2 separate regions of the Mus musculus genome follow, and region 2 is linked to region 1. Evidence: chromatin contacts called from public Hi-C data. All regions are on one chromosome and are shown on one strand. Each heading gives the region's core, a stretch centred on a gene start, on an enhancer-like site or on the middle of the called end of the contact. The rest is flanking DNA. Distances are from core to core; before and after follow the strand shown. Region 1 holds the start of Guca2a (guanylate cyclase activator 2a (guanylin)). Region 2 overlaps Hivep3 (human immunodeficiency virus type I enhancer binding protein 3).

Region 1 (6,623 bases), core at 1,869-4,368:
CATAGCTGCAAAGCACTGGGGCTTGGCCCAGCCAATTGCAGAGTAGTTGTCTGCCACAGTTGTTAACTGTGCTGGGGACAAACCGTGCCACTTTATTTCTATTAGACATGGAAGCATCCTTCCTCCCTCCCCCCCCCCCCCCCCATTCCAAGCCTTGTCATTCCAGGCCTTGTCTGAGCTTTGGGCACGCAGCTTATGCTGCCAACCTCTCAGAGGCTATGTGGCTCTAAGTAGCATGGGAAGGCTTCCAGAGCACAAAGGAGTAGAAATGGTCTTAACCTTAACTCTGGGGTTCAGGGGCCCCTGGAAGTTGCTAGAAAATGTCGAGCTCTGAGGTGGAGCTGTTCTTTTCACCAGTCTCCATCACAGAAGCTGACACGGAATTCAGATGAAGCTGCCACTGGGGGCTGTCTAGCTCTGGGTAGAGCTTGAGCCCTGGCATCCCCTCCTACCCCAGTGTAGTGCTTTGAGATCCTGGTTGAATGAGATACTCCTGGGGGTGGGGGGAGGGGCTGACCTTGAATGCCAGCCAGGTTTGGGACAGTAGCTGGTTGTCCCTAGATGGTGCTGTGGCTCAGAAGGCCATGGAAGTGCCCTGGCTTGCCAGAAGATGATGAGATGAGGTATGCTGGAAGCTGAGGACAAGGCTCGGGATTCAGGATGCAAGCTTGGGCTTCCAGAGGTACAGCTAAGGTCCAATCTCTAGCAGGTTTAGTGGCAGGCAGATGAGGTCTTATGTCTCCTGTAAAAAGGCTGAAGCTGGCCCCAGGTTAGGCAGGCACCATAGTGGGAAAGAGAAGAGTAAGTTCCTACTTCTCAGAGCAGAGTTTGGGGGTGGGGTGTTGGATAGGGCCAGACCCAAAGGAATAGGACCTAATAGCAACTTCCTCTTTCCCATGGTGTGGAACTGCGTCATCCTGAAGGTCAGATGGAGCAGCTCCTGGGAAAAAAGACGGCAGGAGAGGAAACCCTATTCCCTTCCCCCAGTCGCTGCCACACTGAGGGAAGACACCTTGAGTCAGAAAAAAAGGGTTCCCCTAACCCAGTCCCACCCTAAAGCCAAATCAAATCCCAGCACAGCCTTAGGCTCCCACGTCATCCCAGACCTAACCCAAATCATAAACCCAGCCCCGCCCCATCCATCAACTTCACTGCAAACTATTCAATTGTAACCCTACAAGGAATCCGAACCCAGCCCAGCAGCCTCCACACTCGAGCTCTATCCTAACCAGCATCCACTTCCAAACCCATCAGACTCCTCCTAACTCAGCCCCTGACCAGGCAGCTGCTGGTCCTCATGTTAGCCCAGCTCGCCCCTGTCACCCCATGCACCCCGGGAGAGTCCCCTGCTCTTTCTGCCTCATATCAGTATTCGAAACATCAGTAAGTTTATCTCCAAGCCAGCACACGGGTACTCTGCAACTGTGAACCCCTGCTCATCAGCACCCTTGCTAGGCCCTGAAGGTCACCTCTCAACAGACCAATGTGGAGCATGTGGACTGCACATGTATTGTCTGCTGGCACACCGAACAGACACACACCCCTCCACACCCCTCCACACTGTTTCCTGAAGAACACATGAACCTCCTCACAAATATGCATAAACAGACAACTTCAGGATATATGCACATACACACACTTTAGTGTGTGCACACATCCCCAGCACATAGGCACATAGACTTCTTAGTGTACACATGAATATAACCAAGTATATACACATAACTCAGTGTGTCATACTCTGGCATACATAGGCACACAACACTTCAGTGCACACACAAACACCTTTGCACACATGCCTTTCAGAATGCCTACATGTGCCCTTCAATACACACCTCATGTACTCACAAACATCTCTGTACACACAAAGACCCCTTCAGTGTACACACCTCAGCATACATGCAATCTGCATCTCAGTGCCTGCAGGCATTTGCATATGACCCCGTAGTAGGGGTTGGGGAAATAGACAACAGAAGTCCAGCCTAGAACAGCTTGGTAAGAACAAATGTTTCTTGACCTTGTCCCAGGGTTAGGTACTTTCTAGTTTCTTCTTACAAGGGTCCTCTCCAGCCCCTTCTTTAGTACTGTTCTCACATCTAGGGATGCCGTCCCTCACTGGGAATGCAAGCAGTGTGGTGAATCGGCAGGAAGGAGAGGATCCGTCAAGACTGCTTTCTCTAAGGTCCTGGGGCTTGGACACTCTAGGTCCTGCAGTGAATATATGACTTGCCCCAATCCCAGCAGAGGTTAGATTAGAGGGACCCGGATCCACACAGACCCATCTCAGCCACTCGGGGCAGGGCAGGGCAGGACAGAGGGGGCCATACTGCCTAAGGACCAACTGCTCTGACTGGGCTAGGCAGGTAGCCATCAGTGGAGACCAGGAGCCGCTGCTGCTGTTCAGGCACAGCAACTTCTTCATCGAGGGCTTCCTGTGTGCCAGGAACTGCATGGAACACTTAGGTGCTCATAGTCTCCTTAGCACGAAGGCATCTGCCAACCAGGGAGGTATTCACATTGGTCTGCACAGAGAACCTGATAGGGCAACGATGTGGAGTGGAAGTCACATCGAAAACAGGCCGCTGGTGGGGTTTGAGTGCAGGCCTGTGAATAGCAAAGTTGAATCCCAGAGACCAAGGCTGGACTCATCTGGCTTTTGTGTTCCCGTTCTCCCCCCTCTCTGGGCTCACTTACTCTTCCCTTCCCCCTGAACATTCCAGGCTCAGCTCATTTCTTGCTCCTCCTAACAGGGTCTTCTTTGAATGGGTGGGAGGTAACTCTTCTGTGCTCCCCACCCCCATGCTAATGGCCCTGTCTCTGTTGCCACTGTAGTCACAGTCACCTTGCTGGGCCTCTTTCTTCAAGGGCAAGGCTGGATCTGCCATCCTGGTCGGGAGTAAATCCAGGACCCAGCCCAGCTGTGAGTCACAGTAGTGCCCAGGGAGAGGCCAGGGCTCTGCCAGGCTCTGTTGATCTCTTATCTCCCAGGCTCCACTTGGCCTTATCTGATGGGGCTCAACAGGCAGCAGATGAGGCTGACAAGGCCCCAGGGTTACTGAGTAACCCCAACCTCTTTAAAAGCCCCACTGTTTACCCCAGGCACTAGTACTGGCCTGTTCTCTGCATTGCATACTGCTACCATGAATGCCTGTGTGCTCTCTGTGCTGTGCCTCCTGGGTGCCTTGGCTGTCCTGGTAGAAGGGGTCACTGTGCAGGTATGACCCCATCCCTACTTAGTCTAGCCCCATCCTTGGAATCCTGAAACGAGGGATGGGCATCTTCTGGGACCTGTCGTCCCCCCCCCCCCCCCCCCGCCTCCCGAGACCTGCCAGCCAGCCATATTTTCCCTTCAAACATGGAAGAGGAAAACGTTCAAGGAGACAGCAAGAAATACCAGCTGGGAAAGACTATAGCAATAAGTGCCTGCAGTCTGGCTGCTCCAGTGTCCCATTGTGACTCGGCAGGCCCGGGATGAAAGGGTTGGTGGCATTTCACAGAACAGAATCATGAGCTTCACTAAAGTCCCCAAACAGCCAAAGCTGATGGCTGAAAAGGGAGGTGGCTGGGCTCAAATCTAGGCATCCATTGCACCCGATGGGAACCTAGATGGTCAGGCATACCTACTGGTGACACCAGACACAAGCTGGGTTGTCAGCAAACAGGGATCCTATTCTCTAAAGGACGCCCCTGGGTTCCTTGTATTGCCTCTGATAGGCTGGAGGTGGAAGCCCTCGGGCAGGAAAAGATAGGCTGGGCTAGCATGACCACGGATAAGGGTGCCAGTTCACGCTCATATGGCACCCACAGCATCCCTGGCTCTACAGAAGCGGCTCCATTGATCACGTGGTAGATAGTATGCAGTACTTACGGCCTCTAGCAAACCCAGGGTCACAGAGGTCTGACCTCACGTTGTTCCTTAGATTGTCTCAAGCAAGCCACCCAGGCTAGGGCTGCCTACAGCCTGGCCTCATGCTCTGGCTGCCTCTTTCAGGATGGAGACCTCTCCTTTCCTCTGGAGTCAGTGAAAAAACTTAAGGGTCTCCGCGAGGTACAGGAGCCCAGACTGGTGAGTCACAAGAAGTTTGCTCCCCGGCTTCTTCAGCCCGTGGCACCACAGCTATGTAGTAGCCACTCTGCACTTCCAGAAGCACTGAGGCCGGTCTGCGAGAAACCCAACGCCGAGGAGATCCTGCAGAGGCTAGGTGAGTGCGCTCTTGGCTAGTGTGGCTAGGACATCCTCTGATTGGTTGGGGCTTGAGGAGGAGGTGTGCTTTGATTGGCTAGTTCTGAGTGGCACTGGTTGAAGCCTTTTAGAAAGGCCTTCGTTCAGAAGCAGGGGTTAAAAGGAGTCCTGCATCCCATCTTCGGGTCATGTCTAACAACTCCGTTTCTGTTCTGGTAAAAAGCTGCACTCTGATTGGTTGGCTTCAATAATTCATACGCCCCATTTGAGGCAGAAAGTCTAGAGGGTCAGAGGAGATCAGCCTGCTGTGATTATCCTGGTGGCTGGTGACAGATATCCAAACTCTAGTGGAAGAGAGGCAGGGGATATGAGAAAATGGTGGCCGTCCCTCACCAAGACTTCTTCTTCCTTGACCAGAGGCCATTGCTCAGGACCCAAACACATGTGAGATCTGTGCCTACGCTGCCTGTACGGGATGCTAGAGTGACATCGCTTGCCTTTCTCTCAGCCCATGTGGAAGCCCCTCTATCTTCTAGAAGTCACGAGGCTAACAAACTCATACCCTCAGCATCTATTGCCCTGCCACAGCGGGGAGGAGGCTGAGGAGACAGCTACCTGGAGAAGCCTTGCCTGAGGGCTATGTTAACCCTCAGCCAATAAACCAAACTTCAGAACTCCGCCTGGTGCCTTCGTTTCTTCCCTAGCACTCCCTCAGTGCAGTGAACACCCACCTGCCCTCAGAACCATGGGCTTCAGGGTCCAAAGTAGAAGGTTCCACTTCCTTGCCAAGTTCCCCCAACCTTGAGACTACCATCACACACAGGTACAGGGACCTACCAGAGAGGGCAGGGTTTTGGCTTTTCTCACCTGTCTCCTGGGGTCACTAACTTGCCGCTAAGCCACATGTGAAGACAGGATTTTTTTTTTTTTTTTTTTTTTTTTTTTGGTTTCTCGAGACAGGGTTTCTCTGTATAGTCCTGGCTGTCCTGGAACTCACTTTGTAGACCAGGCTGCCTCTGTCTCCCAAGTGCTGGGATTAAAGACGTGCGCCACCATGCCCAGCGAGGACAGGAATTTGTCTGAGCTGGTTTGGGTGTCCCGTGCTCACAGGCCTTTGGGCCACCAAAGGATCTGGCTTCCTCAAACCAGCGGTGCTCTTCTGCCCTTTCTGTGCTCCCATTCAAAGCAAGCATTCCCATCCTGTCCTCTCCACCTTTCTGTGTGCCTAGTTAGGTTACCAACCCAAGCTCCATGGCTACTTTCCCCATGGCCTTTCCTGATCTTCCCTGAGAAGACTGTGTCCTGTGGTCACCCGTATCTCTAGAACAACTCTAGGCACCTTATTGATACCTTCTGTGCAGGAGGAAGTTGTTCCAACCTGGCTCAGGCTTAAGTCTACACCCCCTCCCCACTGCCCAACCTTCCCCCCCCCCCCCACTTTTGCCTGCTCAAAGAACAACAGTGTGAGAGGAAAAGCCAGGATTCCAGGTCCCAGCCCCTGATCTTCCACATCCTGTGTGATGCTAGGAAAACCACATCTCTGTGCCTTAATTTCCTTCTCTGTAACAAAACTAGCTCTATACCATGAGTGATACATTTTAAATCCCCCAGTTCAGACCTAATATAAACCTAGAGGAATTCTATTTTAAATGGTTTTTAAAGAAATGAAGGAAAATCAAGGGTCAGGCTGGAAGTGACCATATCCAACACAGGAGTGAGGCCAGTCAGCAAGGATATAGGAGGCAGAGAAAGAAGAGGCTGCTGAGGTCTATTCTGGGCGAGTGGGTGAAGGAGAATTGCCACAACAAGGGTATGGTGGTACAGACAGGCCTCCTGTGAGCTGGATACCTTCTTTTGACTATGGTCAGGAAACTTTGAAAAGGAGGAGGGCCTTTTTATTATTCTGGGATCTGCACTGGAATAGGTGGATTTCAAAACCAGTATGATGTAGGCAAGAAGAGAAATTCCAGAGAGTAGGGATGGTGGGAACACAGAGGTACCAGGGTAGTTTAGTCTGCACAGTATAAAGCTTGGGAGGCAGAATGGGCTTCAGCCTGACTCTTAGGCCCCTTGCCCTCCTTCTGAGGCTTAACTTACTTGTCTGAAAATGGGTACACAGCTTCCTCCCAGGGTTGCTGGGAGATTTGATGACCTGGATGGTAGATAGACATTTAATGCTTCAAAGCTGAAGCCAGATTCATTGAGTGTGACTCTGGATGATAAGACTCAGTCTCTATGTCTGCAAGATGGAGCTCCTAAGAACTACTTTGATCAGGCACAGTGCCACTTGTGATCCCAGGACAACATGGGAAGTGGAGGCTACAGGTCCAGGAATTTAAAATCATCCTCAGCTCCTAGCCTGAAACTCCGCCTCACAAACAAACCAATAAGAAAAGAAAAATTTACTTTGTAACATTGAGTGAAGATTGCACAAAAGCAATAC
Region 2 (6,623 bases), core at 2,360-4,859, 410 kb after region 1:
TGTTAGTGAAGTAGCTGAGGGTTCTACATCTGGATTGGCAGGCAGCCAGAAGTGTAAGTGAGCCATTAGGCTTGGGTTGAGCTTCTGAAACCTCAAAGCCTACCCCCAAGTGACACACTTCCTCCAACAGAACCATACCTCCTAATAGGACCACTTCCTGAGCCTTTGGGGGACATTTTCATTTAAACCACCGCATTGCTTAAGCCTTTCTGGGTTGCACTCACTGGACATACCTTTGCCTGGGCATGTGGACATGTGGGGTATCCCTGAGATATCAGTGAGCCAATTGATGTGTGGGTGTACAGGAAGCCATCTGCATTCTCCTAGATGATATTTAGAGCAGAAAGGGAGGATGCCCATGCTAAGATGGGGGTCTTTGGTTTGTTACTGAAATAGGTTGTTTGTCTTTAAGCTAGTGTCTCATGTAAGCTCCAGCTGGCCTTACACTCTCTGTTTGGCCAAGGATGACCCTGAACTTCCATCTTTCTGCTTCTACCTCCTGAGTGTTGGGATTATAAGTCTGTACCACCATGCTCAGTTTGCCAAGTGCTAGGGATCAAACTCAGGGCTCTGTGAATGCTAGGCCAGCTTAATCAAGCTCCAATCCTGTAAATTGAAAAAGCCAGCATTTCTCATGGTAGGTTTGTAGAGTATAGCATTTCTCATGGTAGGTTTGTAGAGCATGTGTCTTAGGATGTATAAATGTGCATAGGGAATAAAAAAAAAAACCATAGCTGAATACTTTGGGTAAAATGTAAAGGTCCTTATACCATAGGACTCCTAGGTGTGCCTATGTTGTAGGAAGTGTGCTGAAAATCCATCAAAGGGTGTGTGTACGTGTTGTGAGTGTGAGACTGTGTTCAGGAGTGTATCGTGCGCAGCTTTCCAAGATTGACTGATCAGAGAAGGTATATGTGTGTGCATGTGCACATCCATGTACGCAAGCATATAAGAAGGTGGGCTGGAGATCTGCAGAGATGCATTCTGGGAAATGCTGAAGTCATCTAAGGTCAAAGCTAAAAGTGTCATGTGAACACACAGTAACTTTAAAACTTGTTTCTGCCTGTTCGCTCAGCTTGCCAGCTTCTCACATTTTCTGATTCTGTTAACTTAATTCCTTTTTTCTTAGAAGAAAAGTGGCAAATGGCATGCAAACACTCCCTCCCCCTCCGTGTTGCTGTGCCCCTGGGAAGCGTGAGGACTGAGGACTGTACGGTGCACACCCATTGCAGCAACCATGGCCTGGTTCATAGAACAACTTCGTGTCTGCTCTGTGATCCAGAAACCCACGTGTGATGTTGTTGTTTCAGGAGCTAAGTAAACAAATAAATACATCACCTCACTAAAAAAAAATGTCAGTCCAGACCCGAGGCAGCTTTGTGAGCATGGCTTGCTCATGCTTTCTCCTGGTACTCAGACACACAGGAGTATGTGTGTCAGTTACACTTAAGGGCCAGGGCTCCACCACCCAGTGTGCACCGTGAGCCAGGTGAGAACGCCTGTGATTTGACGATGTGATATCTCACCGGGCATGGCTTCACCCCATGTGCTGGTCCTAATCTTGCCCAGGCCATCTGGCTCTCACTCCCGTGGATAAACTCTGCCACCTCCTGCCTCCTCCGACATATCAATGTCCCAGAAGGGGCAGGGTCCCTGTGCAGTTCAAGCTCAGCCTCCTTACCCGGCTTATATGATGTACATTCTTTTAAAGATGGTGCACAATAGAGGAAGCGATCAATAACAGAAAGGGGGATTTTCGGGGGGACTTTCTTTATGGGTTAGATTACAGGGGCCATGGGAAGACGTGAGAACCGACTCATTTGCAAATGGAAGGATGGGTTCAACTTGTCCCTCAGACTCTGCCCTGCCCTACTTCTGACCATTTTTAGCCTTGATCAAGTGACCTGAGTCTCTGAACCTCTGTTTTCTTGGCCATAAACAAGGACTATGCAACCACTTGACAGGACCCCAGTTCCATGCTATGACCTTGGTGGAGAGCCTAGAACAGTGCCTAGTACAGAGGAAGCAGCAAGCTCACCGTTATCACACATGCAAAGAATTCCAATAACAGAGTAAAATAACAGCCACGTGCAAAAATAAGCAGATAGCTCCCAAGGTGAAAATGGCCCCTAAACACATGATACTTGAACTAAGTCCAAGGGACTGGGAGTTTAAGTGGGATTATTTTGCCTAAAAATGGCCAAAAAAAGAAAAAAGGAAAAGGAAAAAAATGTATAGTGATGCATAGAAATCAAATGCTTGCAAAGACCTAGGGAACTCGGAAGGCTCAATTGTCGTGAATGAAGGCTTTCAGAGGACATACTTGCTTAATCAGGCCAATCCCAGATCCAGAGAGACCTGTGTGTAAGGGCCTTTCCTGTAGCATGTTGTGTGTCAGAGGACTGACAAGGCTCTTCGTGCCTGGCTGAGGCTATGCTCAAATAGTAGTGTGGGATGTCTTGCATCCATTATAAAGAAAGATGTGTCCCTTTGGGGCCAGCCAGGAAGGAGAGTCAGGGTATACTCCTCACCAGAAGAAGGCTTCCATGCAATGTGTTCTGTACAATCCTGTGCTAACCCAGAACATGTTCAGGTTAGTGCAGACTAAGTGTGGCCCTGCACATGAAGAGTGGTTTCTGTGCTCATGGAAGCTGCCTCAGAGAGGAGTCGAATTTGAGAGGGTGGAAGAGACACTGTCAACCTCATAATACCACTCTCTTTGTGTGTGTGTGTGTGTGTGTGTGTGTGTGTGTGTGTTCATACATTTATTTAATTTAATTTATTTATTTTGGTTCTTATTTATTTATATATTATTTGTTTATTTATTTATGGTTCTTTTGTGGTAGGGCTTCACTTTATACAATCTGTAGCCTAGGCTGGCCTCAAATCATGATAGTACTCCTGCCTCTGCCTCCCAAATTCTGCGATTATTTGAGTGAGCCACTATGCCTGACTTGAATATGTATTTGTTTTGTTTTGCAACAGAACTTCATGCAGGTCCAGCTGCCTTCTGTATTTCTATGTAGCCTAGGATAGCCCTGAAGGCCTAGTCCTTCTGGCTTCACTTCCCAAGTGCTGGGATCAGAGGCATTAGTTCCCGTGCTCAGGAACATGAGCATTTTAAGTAAAGACAGTTAAAAAGAAAGACAGAAAGAAGAAAAGGAAGTAAACCTCTGATGTATAGGATTAGTGTGGTGCTGAGTCATGGTGGGCATCACACCTGGTGCCTAGCACCTTGTGAGTGCCCCATGAACATCTCCCCCGTCTTCTTTTTTCCTCCATGGAGGTTGGTCCTTCCTCCACCCCTGAATTTCCACTTAGTGTTTTCCCAAACTTAGTAAGTATTCAGTGGCGATTACAACAGTGTCAGCCACTCTCCTGCGGTGTCACCCACGTAGAGCCACTTGTTCAGAGAACCCATCTGCCTCTCACCTAGACAGCCTCAAGGCTCCTTTCTTCATTGTGAAGAGAAGGCTGTCATCTAGCCACCCCTTCCACGCCTCCTGTCTCTCCCACCTTGCAGTATGGGCCCTCTGTCACCCCACATGCCCAGGGTGAACCTCAGTCGTGTGGATCATGTCTGGCTCGTTTCTCTTCTGTTTCTGTTCACAGCCAGGCTTTCCAACCCCCGGGGATGTGGGCTTTCCTGGTCCCCTTCCCCCACCAGCTTCCACCTGGCCCTGATGAATTCCATCATGCCTGCTTAAAATCATCCGACTTCCAATTTGCTAATTTAATTCTAGTCTTACAGAATTTTGGCAACCCTGCCAAGCCGGGTGCCAGATGCAGATTTAATGAGCATATTTTCAGTTCTTTCTTTCCTGTCTCCATGAAGATGCTGAAGGGAATGGGCTCTGGACTTGCTCCCAGGATCCTGCTTCCCTGGAACACCCTTGCTTGCCTTTGACCCAGCACCTCAGGGTAAGGCCCTCCTGCCAGAGCTCTCCCTAGCTGCCCGGAGAGGTCCTGGAGAAGAAGCCATCATTGTATCCTGCTACTCATCCTAGACACCCCAACCCACTTCCCAGCATTTGGGCCTCACAGGAAATGTATTTGGAGAAAATTGCTTATTTCCTCCAGCCCATGTCTTCCTGTAGCCATGTGCAGCTCAGCAGATGTTTGCAGATGGAGGTTTTAGCAAACACACACTGAGCGCTTTCTAGCATGGACCATCCACAGCCTACAACAGGATTATGGCATGGGGGACTGTGACCCACACTGGCAGGCTCAGACCATTCACACTGGTCACCTCATTTGAACCCATACCCTCTCCTTACGGGAAACATCTTCACCCCCCCCCCAGGGGAAAGACTCAGAGAAGTCGGGTGGGCGGTTCGAGGCCATAGAGTGGTGAGCAGCAGAAGTGGGACTCTGCTTGAGGCTTTTGATGTTAAATATAGAGCTCTTTCCATTGACCAGGAACAGTGACTCAGGGCCTGGCACTGCTGCCTGTGATCCCAATGTAGTCACTGCTCATGACCGGTCAGAGCAGGCTCATATATACAGATGCACCTGCTGCCCCACACAGATGTCCTAACAGTGCAGACAAGGTCATGGAGCCTGAGTTTTGGGAGCTGTAGACACCGAGTATACAGTGCTTAAGGGATCTAACGGGAGGCACAGCAACCTGGATTCTAAGCTGCAGCAAGAAAGGCCAAAGGGGGCCTCACATGGAGCTTCCCTGGAAGAGAAACAGGTTGGGGTGCCCCAAGGAAAGCCTTGCCTTAGGGCAGCTTTATTCCCTTTCTGAGCCTTGGCTTTGCTTGGGCGTGAGTTGAGGTTGGCTATCTCATGATGTTTTAGATAGTGGAACCTCCTCTCAGACCCTTAACTATTTTTTTTTAACCCAAATAAAATCATATACTGAATTCCCATCATATAACAGAGGGGCAAAATTGAAGGTATCTTGAGTCACATGTGGCTTTGCAGGGAGCAAGTTGGAAATTTTTCATTGGCATCTGTCATTGTTGCCAATGTGTCTCCTCCCCTCCCCCACCACACACACCCTCCTCCCTGGGTTAGATTTGTAGCTGCAGCCTCAGGGCTTTGCAGCCTGGAGAAGGCAGTGTGACCCGACCATTTCTCCTCTCCGGTCTCCATTTCTCACTCCCAGTCCTCCCAGGTAAAGACTAGATAAGCCGATGCAGAGTTCCTTAGCACTTGCCCAGCTCAGTACCCAGACGTTCATGTCCTCGACTGAACTAGATGTGAGGTCAGAATCAACGGTGGTGGGGTGCTCCTGAGACCACCTAGAACAGCGCTGCCTGCGTGCTCAGCCTTACTACAGGGGACTCTGGTTCTCAGGAGCACTCAGGAAGAGCCTGGGAGGAGGAACATTTTGCTGAGCGTTACCAACAAGCTTCTCAAGACTGGAAGAAAAAGAGGGTGGGCACAGGGTAGAGGTAGAGCTGGCGGCCCACGGGGAGAACAGTCCCCTGGCTGTGGCTCTTCATGAGTGCCAGAGGCTGGCCCAGGTCCATCCCCAGACCTTAGAATTGGGTACAAGATCAGAACTGTATCCCAGTAGCTGGCAGCAAGAAGGTAGAGAAGAAACAGTTGGAAGCTGGTAGAGGTGCAGCTAGGGAGGAGGCTCCGCCCTGCAGCCTGATCCTCGGGTACCAATCACTGCCCTTGCATCGTCTCCCTGGAGCCAGGCTGCAGAGGACTGTTTCCCAAGTCTGGGAGAGGGCCTCCGGTGGGGCCTTCCCCCATGGGGTGGAGGGAGGAGTGAGTAGGGAGGAAGGGATGGGCAGGGGATGCTTTTCATCTCATTGGAGTTATTTCTGGCTCTGCTCAGGCTACTGCAGTCTCTGTGGAAACTGTCTGTGCCCAGCTCAGTGTGGAAACACAGGGAGGTTTAAAAGGATGATGTATGCTGAGAAGATAACAGGGAAGCCATGGCTGCTGCTGCTGCACACTGTGTGTGTGTGTGTACGTGTGTGTAAGCATTTCTGTTCTGGACCTCTGAACACACACACACACACACACACACACCTGTTGTCTCCTTTCCACTACCTACCCACTCTCCTGGGATACCTTCCTCTTGAACTTTCTCATGCTGTCTGGGAGTGAAAGCTGACCCCTCTGTGAAAAGATGTCCACATCACACCCCACAGACTCCTAAGCTGGTTCTGCCGAAGGGGAGTATAGCTGGAAATCAGCTGTGAAATACTGATTATCCAGGATTACCTGTGTGAACCTGGTATAATCACATGGGTCCTTTAAATATATGTATAAATTAATATTTTAATTATACAAATGTATAGGTTATCATGGGACCAATACCTATAGGTAGCATCTGAAGAATGCAGAGTATGAAAGACTCAACTGGCCACTGGTGGCTTTAAGGGGGGGGGTTGTTAGTCAAGATAAGAGGGGATTTTCTACTAGATGTAAGAGGTGAAGGAATGCATTCTCCCCTGGAAGTTCTAAAATGGGCCTGTTGCCACCTAGATTTTAGATACGGTGAGTTGCATTTTAGAATCCCACCCTCCAGAAGCCTTGGGTAATACGTTAGCATATATCAATCCATTAAGATGTCTTATCCCAGCAGCCTCTACAACTCAAGTGACAAGGAGCTGAGCCTGTGATGGGGAGAGGGCCTCCCTGTGTCCGGGAAAAAG

What was found. Hi-C and Micro-C count contacts between places; a contact is called where the count stands out from the background.
Region 2: a contact with region 1 is called in a Hi-C map of the N1E-115 cell line, with 3 times the contacts expected there. The contact joins the enhancer-like site here to the promoter of Guca2a in region 1. A contact is called at or near these places in 3 of 39 promoter capture datasets (the 3T3-L1 cell line and hippocampal neurons), 1 of 15 datasets of contacts at CTCF or cohesin (the NIH/3T3 cell line), 2 of 484 Hi-C or Micro-C datasets (the N1E-115 cell line and cortical neurons) and 1 of 115 datasets of contacts at active chromatin or transcription factors (embryonic forebrain).

The regions. Positions count from the first base shown.
Region 1 is chr4:119,634,614-119,641,236 of GRCm38.p6, forward strand. It overlaps Guca2a (guanylate cyclase activator 2a (guanylin)), which reads left to right and starts at 3,119. Exons shown (of 3, transcript NM_008190.1): 1 at 3,119-3,212; 2 at 3,989-4,199; 3 at 4,598-4,852. The coding sequence starts at 3,138. The coding sequence ends at 4,662.
Region 2 is chr4:120,041,607-120,048,229 of GRCm38.p6, forward strand. The region is part of intron 2 of Hivep3 (human immunodeficiency virus type I enhancer binding protein 3); the gene reads left to right. Among named protein-coding and RNA genes, the nearest start is that of Gm38632, 12 kb to the left of the region's middle. Within about 2 kb of position 3,610, at least 35 of the 459 cell types and tissues checked have an H3K27ac peak or open chromatin away from gene starts, as enhancers often do. A contact at or near this core is called in the N1E-115 cell line, cortical neurons and hippocampal neurons, where this site is marked.